Regions from separate parts of the Pan troglodytes genome. Here region 2 is linked to region 1. The links are chromatin contacts, called in public HiChIP or PLAC-seq maps. All regions are on one chromosome and are shown on one strand. Each heading gives the region's core, a stretch centred on a gene start, on an enhancer-like site or on the middle of the called end of the contact. The rest is flanking DNA. Distances are from core to core; before and after follow the strand shown.

What was found. HiChIP or PLAC-seq counts read pairs in DNA pulled down with a chosen protein or histone mark.
Region 2: a contact with region 1 is called in an H3K4me3 HiChIP or PLAC-seq map of stem cell-derived excitatory neurons, with 4 times the contacts expected there. The contact joins the promoter of ATP1B3 here to the promoter of RNF7 in region 1. A contact is called at or near these places in 2 of 7 Hi-C or Micro-C datasets (a lymphoblastoid cell line and stem cell-derived neural progenitor cells), 1 of 1 datasets of contacts at active chromatin or transcription factors (stem cell-derived excitatory neurons) and 1 of 1 other capture datasets (stem cell-derived neural stem cells).

Annotation. Positions count from the first base shown.
Region 1 is chr2:144,949,210-144,952,529 of NHGRI_mPanTro3-v2.0_pri, reverse strand. It overlaps RNF7 (ring finger protein 7), which reads right to left and starts at 1,934. Exons shown (of 3, transcript NM_001252557.4): 1 at 1,616-1,934. The coding sequence starts at 1,790.
Region 2 is chr2:145,078,990-145,082,316 of NHGRI_mPanTro3-v2.0_pri, reverse strand. It overlaps ATP1B3 (ATPase Na+/K+ transporting subunit beta 3), which reads right to left and starts at 1,377. Exons shown (of 7, transcript XM_001154579.8): 1 at 1,007-1,377. The coding sequence starts at 1,115.

The DNA.
Region 1 (3,320 bases), core at 685-3,184:
AGAAATTATGATTCCTAAGTGGGGGTAGGGGCAGCTGTATTGCTGGCAAATAAACTAGATACTTTTAAAGCCTCATATGTTTTGTTTGTTTGTTGCTGAGACAGGGTCTCATTCTGTCACCCAAGCTGGAGTATAGTGGCAGTGGCAGTGGCAGGAACAAGGCTCACTGTAGCCTCGACCTCCTGGGCTCAAGGGATCCTCCCACCTCAGCCTCCAGAGTAGCTGGAGGCCACCATGCCTGGTCAGCTTTTTATTTTAATTTTTAATTGTACATACAGGGTCTTGCGATGTTGCCTAGGCTGGTCTCAAACTCCTGGGCTCAAGTGATCCATGTAAAATAAGTGGGTCATGTCTAATATCAAGGTCTTTCAAAAGAGAAAGATAAAAATATCTGAATCCAATTGTTGTAAATCCTCTTTGAAACAAGCCCTTAGGAATAAAAGACAAAAGAGCATAAACTGCGAAATCTCTTGATTCTGGTATGTTTAAAGTCTCACCCCCCTTAAGGTGAGCAATTCTCTGTATGTTCTCCAATTCTCTCATTTTTCAAGACAAGTCACAGTTTTCAAACGATAGAAATGTCCGTTTTCTTTAACTACCCTCAATAAAGAACTCCACTGAAGAGGCTCTCATAGTAATTTTAAATGCCCTATCTGAAAATACAACTTGCATTTAAATAGCACCTGCTTTTCAAAGTGGTCTGAGTTCTTAGAACCATATAAAATATAACAAGATTAAGCTGTTCTGAAAAGTTTCACTTGGTCTAATATTTTAACTCAAAATATCACAGAAAGAAGACATATTTGTAAGAGGGTTCTCCACAAAGCATGACTCAGAGCAGCACAGTATCTTCTCCAGGAAATGGCATCCAATATGGAGAGGGGGGTGTGATGGAGGTGAAGTTTTACGTTTCTGAAAAAAGGGCTTACAATTCTTCAGCTTCCATGAAACTTAGATATTCTTGAACCACACTGTCCCCTTCAAGCCACGCTAGTGCTATCTGAACCGTCTTAGATCAATCCAGATTTAAAAGCCATTCGAAGAGCGGCGGTAAGCTAATCCGGAAATGCAATGGCTATGAACACTTTCCTGCGTCCCTCGAGAAGAACTAAGGGTGTCGTTTTGTGGAAGATGACTCTGGAGCATCACTTTGGTGGTGACCAAGACTATTAAAGTTCACTGCTGAATCACGGCCTTTACCCTGACCACCTTGTGATGAGCTTTTAGAGCTGGGGCTGGGGCTGGACACACAAACCGAAGTGTTTCCTGCTAGTTCCCAACAATCACCCGGTTTTACTTTCTTGGTCACACCCATCACTACCTGAAATTACCTCGTTTAACTCCGTTTATTGCCCGTCTCTCTCCCTAGAACACCAACCACCCGGCGCCGGGCGCCTGTTGCACAACCCCGCAGCCCCAGGCGGCGGCCGCAGCCCTCAGGAGTCGCAGCAGGAGCGTGGCTCCGCGTTCCTCCGGCGCCGGGGCAGGGCGACCTCCACCCACTCTCCCAGGCAGGGCACTTTCCGAGGCTTCTGACGGACGCCCGTCCCTTCCCAACCCCAAGGTCGGCTCCCGGAGGCCGCAGCGCGGCCCTGGCCTCGCGTGCAGCGCTTACCCATCACCTGGACCCTGCAGATGGCGCACGTATCGCACTCCACGTCCCAGCTCCACATGGCCACCGCGTTCCACTTCTTGAGGGAGAACATCTTGTCGCCTCCCGACTTGGAGCCTGAGCTCCCGGAGTGAGAGGCCAGGGCGCAGGTTTCCTCTCCGTCTTCCACGTCGGCCATGGCGGCGCCGCGGAGCCGACGGCGGAGACGTTGGCTTGGGGAAGGCGGAAGGCTAGGGCGGCTCTCTGGAGCCACCCGACGGGCCACAGCGCCGCCCGCAGGCCGCCTGCAGGCCGCCAGCCACCGTGGTGCCTAGACCCCGGCCGCCCACGATTGGCTGGCGCGGCCCAGTGTCGTCACCTGACGCCAGCGCCGGGGGGGCGGGCAGGCCCCGCCCTCGCCGTCCTAGGGCAACTGAGAGGGCTCGGGCCCCTTTGGGGCGACGCCGCTGAATCTGCCTGCTGCGCTGCGGGGTGTTACGTCTGAGCAGGCGCACAGATTGTGCAGGAATATGTGTCCTGCTTTACGGCTTCATTAAAGCTACTGCTCTCAGAAATTATCTTGTTAATTTATTCGTTTGTCTCTTCCCTCCCAAACGTAAAACTCTATCAGAGCAGGAAACATGTTGTTACGACCACATTATCCTCGGTATCTGCAAAATGCCTGGCCACAGGAGGCGCAATTATTTGTTGAGTGAATTAATGATCTTAAAGATCTAGAAATCTGGTTCAGTGATTCTCAAAACTTTTTGGTCTCAGGACTCCTTTTCACTTAAAAATTATTAGGACCTTAAAGAACTTTTATTTATGTAGGAAATGTATAAATACATATATGTATATATATATATACACACACATTATGTATGAATATATATACACATATACAATGAATATATGTATATTCATATATATAATGAATATATATTCATACATTTCCTGTATATGTATACACACATATATAGAGATTAATGTTTGCTTTTGAAGAAATTAAAACATTTTAAAATGTATTCATTAAAAATCACAGTAATAACCTCATTACAGGTTATCATTAGAGGGATGACTTCACATACCATGTAGTTGCTAGAAACTCCGGTGTACACTCGTAGAATGAGAGTGAAAAGAGAGAAATAGCTCTAAATATTGTTAGGCAACTAGTTTGCCCTCTTTTGACCCCTAAAAGAGGTCAGGATCCCAGGAGTCCCGGTGTTTGGCGACACAACCCACACTTATTTTTCAGGCCCCGCTCCCTCAGCTGCACAGTTTCCATTCCTTCTGCTCAGTACATTTGAGCTAGTTTAACTTCCTCTTTTTATATGTAGGACTAATGAAGTCTGAAGAAGTGAAATGACAAAGATCACATCGTTATTGTAGTAGTGCTTCTACGGCTAGCCCACCATCACATGTGTTTCCAAGAAAGCCGGTATCTCCATTGAAAAGAAAACAGAAGCACAGCCAGCCTAAGGAGATGCCTGACCCCACCATCACCTAGTGGTGGACACCTACTCTGTCAAGTTTGGATTCTGAGCCTCTCCCCATCCCCTCATCTCCTGATACCTGGGCAAAAGCTAACCAGACTAATGGAGCCTGGCAGGGGAAACAAGAATGCGTTAATATATAGAAACATAAATATGGACGCAGGGTCACATTTGGTTAGATGCAAATGCGTATTTGTTGAGTGGTGTGTTAAGGGCTGTGAGGGTACAGGATGCAG
Region 2 (3,327 bases), core at 128-2,627, 130 kb before region 1:
CAAGACCCACTAACAAAATGTTTCAAAAGGATTAAAAAAGGTAAAATTAGTTTACTTAAGTATAAAGGCAAAAAAAAAAAAAAAAGCTCTAGCCTGCATTCAGAGATTGATACAATTTTAGAAAAAAAAAGGCATCCTAAAGCTACTCTACACGGTAGATGGTTTAAATATATTAAAACAAAGAGCTCACGCATAGAAAAAATCTGCTAACATACAACCATCACTCTCCTGTTTTGAAGACACGGGGTAAAAAAACAAACCTGTGTTGTTCAGACAGGATTTACTTTCCCCAAAGAAGCAAATTTGTAAGGAAGAAAACCTCTGTAATTAAAAAGGAATCCGGGAGGAACCAACCTTTTTAAGGGCCTTTTCACTGTCCAAATTCAAGTGCATTTTCTTGTACAATGTACTTCTGTGATTAACTCACCGCTACACGTTTAAGCAACCCACACCCACACTTAACACTCAGTCGCACTCTTCCGACCGGTCGGGGTGGCAGCGTGGACGAGTCACAAGATAGCGGCGGGAGTGGAAATTTCCTCTCCCCTGGAGTGGGGCAGGGTCTGGCTGCCCCGAACCGCTCAGCGGGCCGGGCGCCTCCGCCAGGGCCTCTCGGGCCGGAGCGCTCCGTACAAAGGAGGCCCGGGGGCTCGGCTCCTGCGCTCTCGGGGCCCGGCTTCGGGCAGGGGTCCCCGGCTTCCGGCGCCGCGCCGGGCGGGAGGCCCGGGCAGCACGTGCGCCCCGCTCCCAGCAGGGAGGGAGGAACCAGCGCGGCCCGGCCGGGCTGCCCGCGGGCCCCGCTGCTTCGGGAGCGAGCTGCGGCCAGTCCGGCCGGCCCGGGGAGCAATGAATGGGGCCGCACTGCGCCGCCGCCGCCCGGGTTAGGGTCGGGCGGTCGGGAACCCCGGCGCTGGGAGCCGCCTCCCGCCTTTCCGTTCCCACCCGACCGCGCCCGGCGCCCCCGGGACCGAGGCCGGCCCCGGACGCCCAGCTGCTGCCCGCTCACCCCAGCTCTTGGCGGTGCGCCCCAGGAATTCTCCGGTGGTCGGGTTGTAGATGAAGAGCTTCCACTCGGCCAGGCTCTGGTTGAGGGACTTCTTCTCGTTCTTCGTCATGGTGTGCGCGCGGACGGCGAGAGGAGCTGCGGCCGCGGGGATGGAGGCGGCGAGGGCTGCGGAGGCGCGTCCCGGCTCCGGCGGCGCAGCCCGGAGACGGCAGTGAAGGGTGGGACGGCCGAGAACACCTCCTCGTTACGGGCAGTACTCGAGCCGACTGCGCCGCGCCGCGCCGGGCGGCCGCTTGGGCCGCGGGAGCCTGACGTCTCCGCCCGCCGCAGCCAATCCCCGCGCCGCTCGGCCCGCGCCGCTGCCGCCTCCCGCCCGCGGCCGGGGCGCTGCCTGAGGCGGCGAGGACGCCCCACCCCGCCCCGGCCCCGCCCCGCAGTAGCCTCGGGGGCTCCCTCAGCCTGGGTCAGAGGAAGCGAGAAGAAAGTCTAAAAATCCGAAGGTTTAGTCGCACGCACGTTTATAATAATAGCAAAAGGCGGGCGTCCCCGCGCCGCAGGTTGCTTAGGAGGAGGACTGGGTTTCCTGGGCGTTCCTGGGCGCCGGGGCGCTGAGAAGATGCTACCCGCGGCGGGCGGGCGCGGAGAGCACGAAAACGACTCCAGTCGGCCCGCGGCGTCCTCTCTGAGGGAACTTAATCGTCCCCTCCCCGAACTGCCTCCCCGACCGTCCCCAGGCGTTCTCTGGGCTCTGTGACGTTCCTACAGGACGCTCTCTGGGCTCTGTGACGTTCCTACAGGACGCTCTGCGGGGGATCGCGCGGGGCTCCCACAATGTACACGGTGCACTGCTGTTCTGAGAACGTCCTCGCTTGGCTCCCTTGAAGGGTTCAACCGGGAGCCTCGGGTCAATAGGAATTCCATTCTAAATATGCCAGTGAATGGAGTATAATTTTTCTCGGGATTCAGTTGAATTTATCAATGAAATCTAAATACGTGCTTTCCCAAGGGTCCTGGCAACTGAATGCTCCCAGCTTTTGCCCAGACGCTCCTACTCTTAACCCACAGGAAAGGAACACTCTTTGGGGGGTCCACGCCTGTGTAGTGTCGCCGGCTTTTCATCTCCCCTGTAGAGATCGCGGCCCTTGGGCGGAGCTGAGGGTGCCGGTAGCGTTTTCCTCCGCGAGATGGAGCTGACGAGTACGGGGAGGGGGGGCGCCCTCAGACTCAGCGACAGGATAAAAGACTTTATAGGAATTTGCACAGAAGGTGCGGGGTGGGGGAGGTTGTTGTTGTTGTTGTTTATTTATTTATTTTTAGGAAAAAGCTCTGCCTCCGTTTTATTAGCAAATAAAAATTATGGAGAAATGTAATAGCCATCTTATTGTTTGGAATGATGAATTATAATCTGTCTGGAAGTTTAAACAGCCTGCAAATGGATAAATTTTCCTTTTTCCTCACTTTTCTTACCAAAGCAAGAAATAATGAATTATACCTCCCACAAATGGAAAAGTGGTAAAATATATTCCTATAAAGTGCTTTTTTCACGCTTAAAAAAGCTAAATTTATAATTATGACATTGAAAATAACCAAAATCCGTTTACGTTTTGAGCTAATGACACCAAAAGATTTGTAGAAGCATGTTGGAGAGTTTGGCATGAAATGAGTATTAGAAATAGCAAAGCACCATGCAAGCAGACTGGAATGCACTTCTTTAAATCATAGGCAAGATTGAAAGAACTAAAGAATGTTACCTGCCGGGCGCGGTGGCTCACGCCTATAATCCCAGCACTTTGGGAGGCCGAGGCAGGCGGATCAGGAGGTCAGGATCGAGACCATCCTGGCTAACGCGGTGAAACCCCGTCTCTACTAAAAATACAAAAAAATTAGCCGGGCGTGGTAGCGGGCGCCTGTAGTCCCGGCTGCTCGGGAGGCTGAGGCAGGAGAATGGGGTGAACCCAGGAAGCGGAGCTTGCAGTGAGCAGAGATACCGCCACTGTACTCCAGCCTGGGCGACAGAGCAAGACTCCGTCTCAAAAAAAAAAAAAAAAAAAAAAAGAATGGAAGTAGTTAACTATTTTCAACTCATTACAAATATAACTACAGGTTAGAGGAAACCTAAAATGCTGGTAGAGTTGATAACAGGCTTTTTCATTTAGGTAAGAAAGAAAGATATTCAGAATGAAACAAAACCTGTCCGCTTCATTTACATTATGTGTGTGCATGTATGTGTGTGTGCGCTAATAATAAGCGTGCTTTGATAACTAATCACCTGGCGCACAAAGAAAACGTGGTAAACAAGAATATTATGAAATAGTGTTTCA